2 separate regions of the Danio rerio genome follow, and region 1 is linked to region 2. The links are chromatin contacts, called in public Hi-C maps. All regions are on one chromosome and are shown on one strand. The core of a region is the stretch at or near the end of the contact, and the rest is flanking DNA. Distances in the headings are between cores, read along the strand shown. Region 1 overlaps flncb (filamin C, gamma b (actin binding protein 280)). Region 2 overlaps ccdc136b (coiled-coil domain containing 136b).

Evidence for each region. Hi-C and Micro-C count contacts between places; a contact is called where the count stands out from the background.
Region 1: a Hi-C map of embryo shows a contact between it and region 2, with 1.6 times the contacts expected there. The contact joins two enhancer-like sites. A contact is called at or near these places in 2 of 18 Hi-C or Micro-C datasets (embryo and an unstated tissue).

What each region holds. Positions count from the first base shown.
Region 1 is chr4:10,661,157-10,663,856 of GRCz12tu, forward strand. It overlaps flncb (filamin C, gamma b (actin binding protein 280)), which reads left to right. Exons shown (of 46, transcript XR_012401929.1): 3 at 1,576-1,673. Among named protein-coding and RNA genes, the nearest start is that of flncb, 31 kb to the left of the region's middle. Within about 2 kb of position 1,350, at least 4 of the 62 cell types and tissues checked have an H3K27ac peak or open chromatin away from gene starts, as enhancers often do.
Region 2 is chr4:10,605,331-10,608,030 of GRCz12tu, forward strand. It overlaps ccdc136b (coiled-coil domain containing 136b), which reads left to right. Exons shown (of 10, transcript XR_660714.5): 6 at 1,245-1,362; 7 at 2,092-2,359. Among named protein-coding and RNA genes, the nearest start is that of flncb, 24 kb to the right of the region's middle. Within about 2 kb of position 1,416, at least 8 of the 62 cell types and tissues checked have an H3K27ac peak or open chromatin away from gene starts, as enhancers often do.

The DNA of each region.
Region 1 (2,700 bases), core at 100-2,599, 56 kb after region 2:
AGCTACACTGTAAAACATTATTAGCTGACTTTACTTAAAATAAGCATGTAAACTTGTTGCTTTTAAAACAATTAGACAACTTGAAATAAATGAGTAAACCTCTTGTTTTTAAAATGATTAGTTGCTTTAATGTGTTTTTTTAATCCACTTCAAATGTTAACTACTATATATATATATATATATATATATATATATATATATATATATATATATATATATATATATATATATATATATATATATGCTTTAAAAATTTTTTTTTTTTAGATTTTAACTCTTTTACTACCCCCATAAGGAAAAAAAAATTGGATTGCATTTCTCAAAACTCCTAATGTCGCTAGTTAACACACTGCATTTTTTAACACATCCCATAAATTTCATAAATATCATCTTTTACCAAATGGTTGATATGTCGGTTTATGGTAAAAGTACTCAGAATTAATACAAATACTATGAAAAATCTGAAAATATAAATTGTAAGACCATTTTATTTAAAATCTAATCACAAGTAAACATTTATGAATACCAAATCTTTATTTTTTGAACTATGACATAAAATATTTCAGATTCTTATTTAACATGCTTTCTTTTTTTTTTTTTTTAACAATAAAACCAAAATTGAGTGTAGTAGTGCAACATGATTATGTTTGTTTGATTTTTTTGTAAGCCAACAATGCTGTGCAGTGTAAACCATTATTTAAAACAGCATAGTCAGTACGGTCAACCATGTGTTGGAACAGGCAGTTAAAGGGTTAAAAGTTTTCAGTTGACTCACTGTATACATATTTCCAATTTATTTTAAATAGGGGTTAAATTCAGGTTACATTATATAATGATTAAAAAATAAACTGTATTTGCAAGGTCTCTCGCTGCCATTGCTGCACACAAACTGTATCTGTGGCTAAATTCGTATTTTTGTTTACCTCCCCTGTAGTTTCCTCTATTTAATTTGTTTTCCGCTATTATCAGTAGCTCTGTTTTCCTTGTTCCACCATCTTGGATCTTTGGGGAACAGTAAATACCCCTCTTGGCACGTTTAAATGCATTAAAAATGTTAAATTAAAGGTTTTTCAGCAGGAGGAGGCCTGTTATAGATACTCACCGTCTGATTCAAGTATGGAACCGCTGCGCTGGAGGATCTTGGAAAACAAACCTAGATCTGATATTAACATTTTGGCAATCACTGAGGAGTCTTGTGGTTTCAAGGCTCTCTGGTTCCATTTGAACTAAACACCTCTTAGTCTTTGAGTGTAATCCAGCATATAATAACAGTGTTACACCAGACACTATGGTGTGTGTTTGCTTCAGGAAAGCATTCGGTGCTTGAGCCTCACGGCGCTTATTAAAGGCTGGAAAAAAGGGTGAAGTGACGGGAAACTGCTCATTTGAGAGCATTTAGGGTCAAGATAAACAAAAGTCCATGGTTTATTAGATCCCCGCAGTGGAACAGTGGGAATGATATCTCTACAGCAGAAAGATTTTAAAGTAATACAGTACGTTGTAGGCCTAAAGATACTCAGATTTAGAAACTAACTGGTGAATGATTGCTAATAATTGTCTTTGTGTTCATTTAAGGCCTGTGTCCGGACTGGGAAACATGGGATCCGAGTCAGCCTGTGGAAAATGCAAGAGAAGCCATGCAGCAAGCCGACGATTGGCTTGGTGTGCCTCAGGTACATCTAATATTAAGGCAAATTATTAATATAACTTCTATTTATCAAGACAAAACTGGGTTATTTGTAGGCCAGCGATGACTTTAAGAAGTAAATATTAACTACTGAAATTGTATTATGACTTCATTATTTTGATTCCAAGTATGTAAAAGAATTTGTGGTCTTGTACAATTTATATTTAAATATTTATTTGTTTGCATATTTAACACTAGTCTTTAGTGTAAAAAGTAATAAAAAAAATTATTAAATAAAAGTCAGAGCCACTTTTCCAGATAGTTTGAAATCTGATCACATCTCTCAGTGAGCAATATTACAATATTGATGTCTGCAATATACGTTTATTCAGCAAGTTTGCATTTAATTGATTCATTTTTAATGTTGCAATATATTACTTTTTTTTTACAATAAAAGTTTTATTTGTCGAGAGAAATATATGGTTTCAACAAAGATGTTAAGCAGCACAACTGTTTTCAACACTAATAATGAATAATAATATTTTTGAGAAGCTAATTAGCATCGAAATATATTTTTAAAAATGTGCTGGGATTTCAGCTTTGCAATAACAGTAGTAAGACTTGAAAGATTAAGAATGAATTTTAAAATGTATTAAGCTACTTATCAGTATTTTAAATGATAGTACTCCTGAATATTACAGTTTTAATCGTGTTTCTGATCAAATAACATCTAGTTTTAGCTAAGATATTTCATTCAAAATCCTTTGCCAACTGTTAGTACAGTAGATGGTCATCTTAAAGATTTGAAAACCTTATTGAACCTACTATGCAGAAATCATTTTCAGCATAATTAAAAGAATACACTTAAACGTCTGTGTCCGAGTACTTAAGATTGATAGAGTCTCTCAAGAGAAAGCAATATGTCACAGAGATCTCTGCAATGGTACAGGTAAAGCTTTAAGTTGGATTTTAATAACAAGGTGCATATATATCGCCCCGTCCCTGTTGGTCTCTTGTTCAATTTCCACCTCTGCCTTTCTGCTGTGTTAAATACCGTTTAGAGCTATTTCCAG
Region 2 (2,700 bases), core at 166-2,665:
TTACAAATTACAAGTGAGAGATTAGGAAAGAGGGGTACATTACTTGACTTGAAAATAATTGAAGGAAACACACACTATTATGTATGATTATTTATTAAACATCAATGCTGAACAACTAAAACTTATAACACAGATTGCCTAAATAACTTGCACTTTTGGAAACAAAATGTATTATTTTCAGTGTTTTTCATATTAAAAGTCGAAAATAAGCAGTATCTCTTCTAAATGAAATAACTCTTGCATCTTCTGTAAACAAATATTTTAATGTAAACAATTTGAATGCAATGGAAAATATGCCGTCCCAAGGCATCTCTGGTGCAGCTTACAATCGTTGTCAATGTAGTGCAAACTCAGGCTCAAGAATGAGTCCGTCGTCCTACTTGACCAGAGATCAGATGTGGCTGCAAAATAGCTGCAGAAGTATAAATCATCCTCAGCCTAACGGAGCGGTGTCTCGTGACTCCACATGCGGTAGGGAAAGTAATTGAAAAAATCGTCCTGGAAAAATGTGATCGATTATAGGTTCTGAATGTCGATTACGATTACTTTTTGATTAATCGCCCAGCCCTAACACCGGCTCTTCATCAGACAGTTTTCATCACAGCATCATGCTCTTTTTATACACTTCCGGACCACATGATCTCATCCGTTATCTCAAAACAGTATATAAATTACACAACTTGCATATGATAATCAGTTGTTTGGGTAAAGGTTTTTTGGTGGTTTTGTAGACAACTGAAATTGTGATATTGGCTAATAATAACTTTAGCAGTTACACGTTTTTATGTTGAATAAGAAATATTAATATGTCAGCCAAACTAACAGAATTCAGACGTTCTTCAGAAGCAAAATAAAATAATTTAAAAATGTAATAGATAAAAAATATTGTAAAAAAAAAAATCTTGCTCTTTTAAACATCACTTTTCAAACTTTTAAAATTAGCAGGAGGGATAATAATTATTTAATCTTCCACTATCTATCTATATGTTTAAAAACTAGATGTTTCTAAAATATATGTACACGCTGTGGGTAAAACAAAGCTGTATTTGTGTGGTGCATAGTCATATTAAATCAAAAATATAGTGTTTACCTGCTGTTTGGTTGATGGTGTAAATCATCTATTTCTGTGAAAGTATAACTATAATGCAAGACTTTAGAAAGACCCAAATACTAATATATGCTAGTATTCTGAATTCAGTGTATTTCCCTCCATCTGACATCTGTTGAATGTTGTGGTTGAACAGGTGATGTGGACCAGCTGATGGAGGAGTGTCGCTCTTTAAAGGATGAGCGTCAGACTCTGAAGAACGACAACAAAGAGCTCTCGGAGAAACTGGAGATACTGGAGCAGCAGCGAGCCAGGTGATTGGCCACACGGCCTGTCAATCACACACTCAGCCAACGAGGATCACTGACTCGGTCTGTTAATTGGGTTAGCTTGACCGCTGAAGCATTCGGCCATAATCTGTCTCAATGGACACACTCTCTGGAACTATTTAGCAGCTATGAATGCCTTTGCAGCTACATGAAACGTTAATGACTGTGTATTTCAACGAATCCAAATATATTGGCAAGGAGAGGAGCCACAGTTGTCCTACTGCTGTTTTAAAACATCAACTATGCATATATAATTATGTTTTTTTAAGTAATGCTAGACGTGTCAGCTCTAAAAACTTGGGAAAAGCTGATAGTGCTGACGTTTATTGCAATCACATACATTTTGCAAATTGAAACTTTATATCACCACGTTTAAACAGGGTTTTCTGGAAAATAATACAAAATAAAATCAAATATTATACTAATATAATTATAATTGTATGCGTGATGGATATTTGAGAGATTTAAAGTGTAAAGCATAATTATCTCAACTAAACAGTGCTTTATTTCTTTGCATTTGCTTTATTAATTATTAATAATTATACTTTTTCACATTTTAATCATTTTGACTTTTTTTTCCTGTAAACAATAGTGAAGAGAGATTTTTAATGATCGTTTTTATTGAGCAGGAATTGGTAACGAATGCTGCAGTGTTGCTGTGTGCATCTTTGTATTATAAATGAACTATACTTTTTTAAACTTTCCTCCTGATAGCTCCACCGATTCATACCTGGCCCTGAAAACTCAGCAGAACGACACAGAGAAAGATGATGAAGTTGAGACGGAGGTGAAGGCTGAGGGTTTCATCAGCACGCTGGAAATGGAAGGTGGGAAGTGCGTGGATGCTTATACCCAGAAGAACATCTCGTTTGAAGGCAAACCCATCACCCCGACTGGGAAGAGCGGAGGATTTTCAGAGGTGTTTTCTCTCCGAGATCAACTGAAACAAGCCGAAGAGAAAGCATCAAAGGTCCAGAGAGAGGTACAGCATGATACATTACCTTAATATACCTAATATTACCTCTTATATTTACAGTATATCTTCTCATTTCTCATTCTTTTTGTATATTTGTGTGTATAAACATATTTAAACATATGTATTTTACATGTTTATTTTAAAGTGTTTCAAATAATTATTAATGTAGTATAAATAATGTATCAAACATTTCACTGGCTACTATGTTTAGGTTCAATACTGTGACTTTAATGGTTAGTAAATAAGGCATATAAGAATAAAATGAGAATAAAAAAGATTTGAATATATTTGTTTTTAAAAATGTGTGCAAAATTTGTCTTGATATTATTTAATTATTTCAGTTTTTT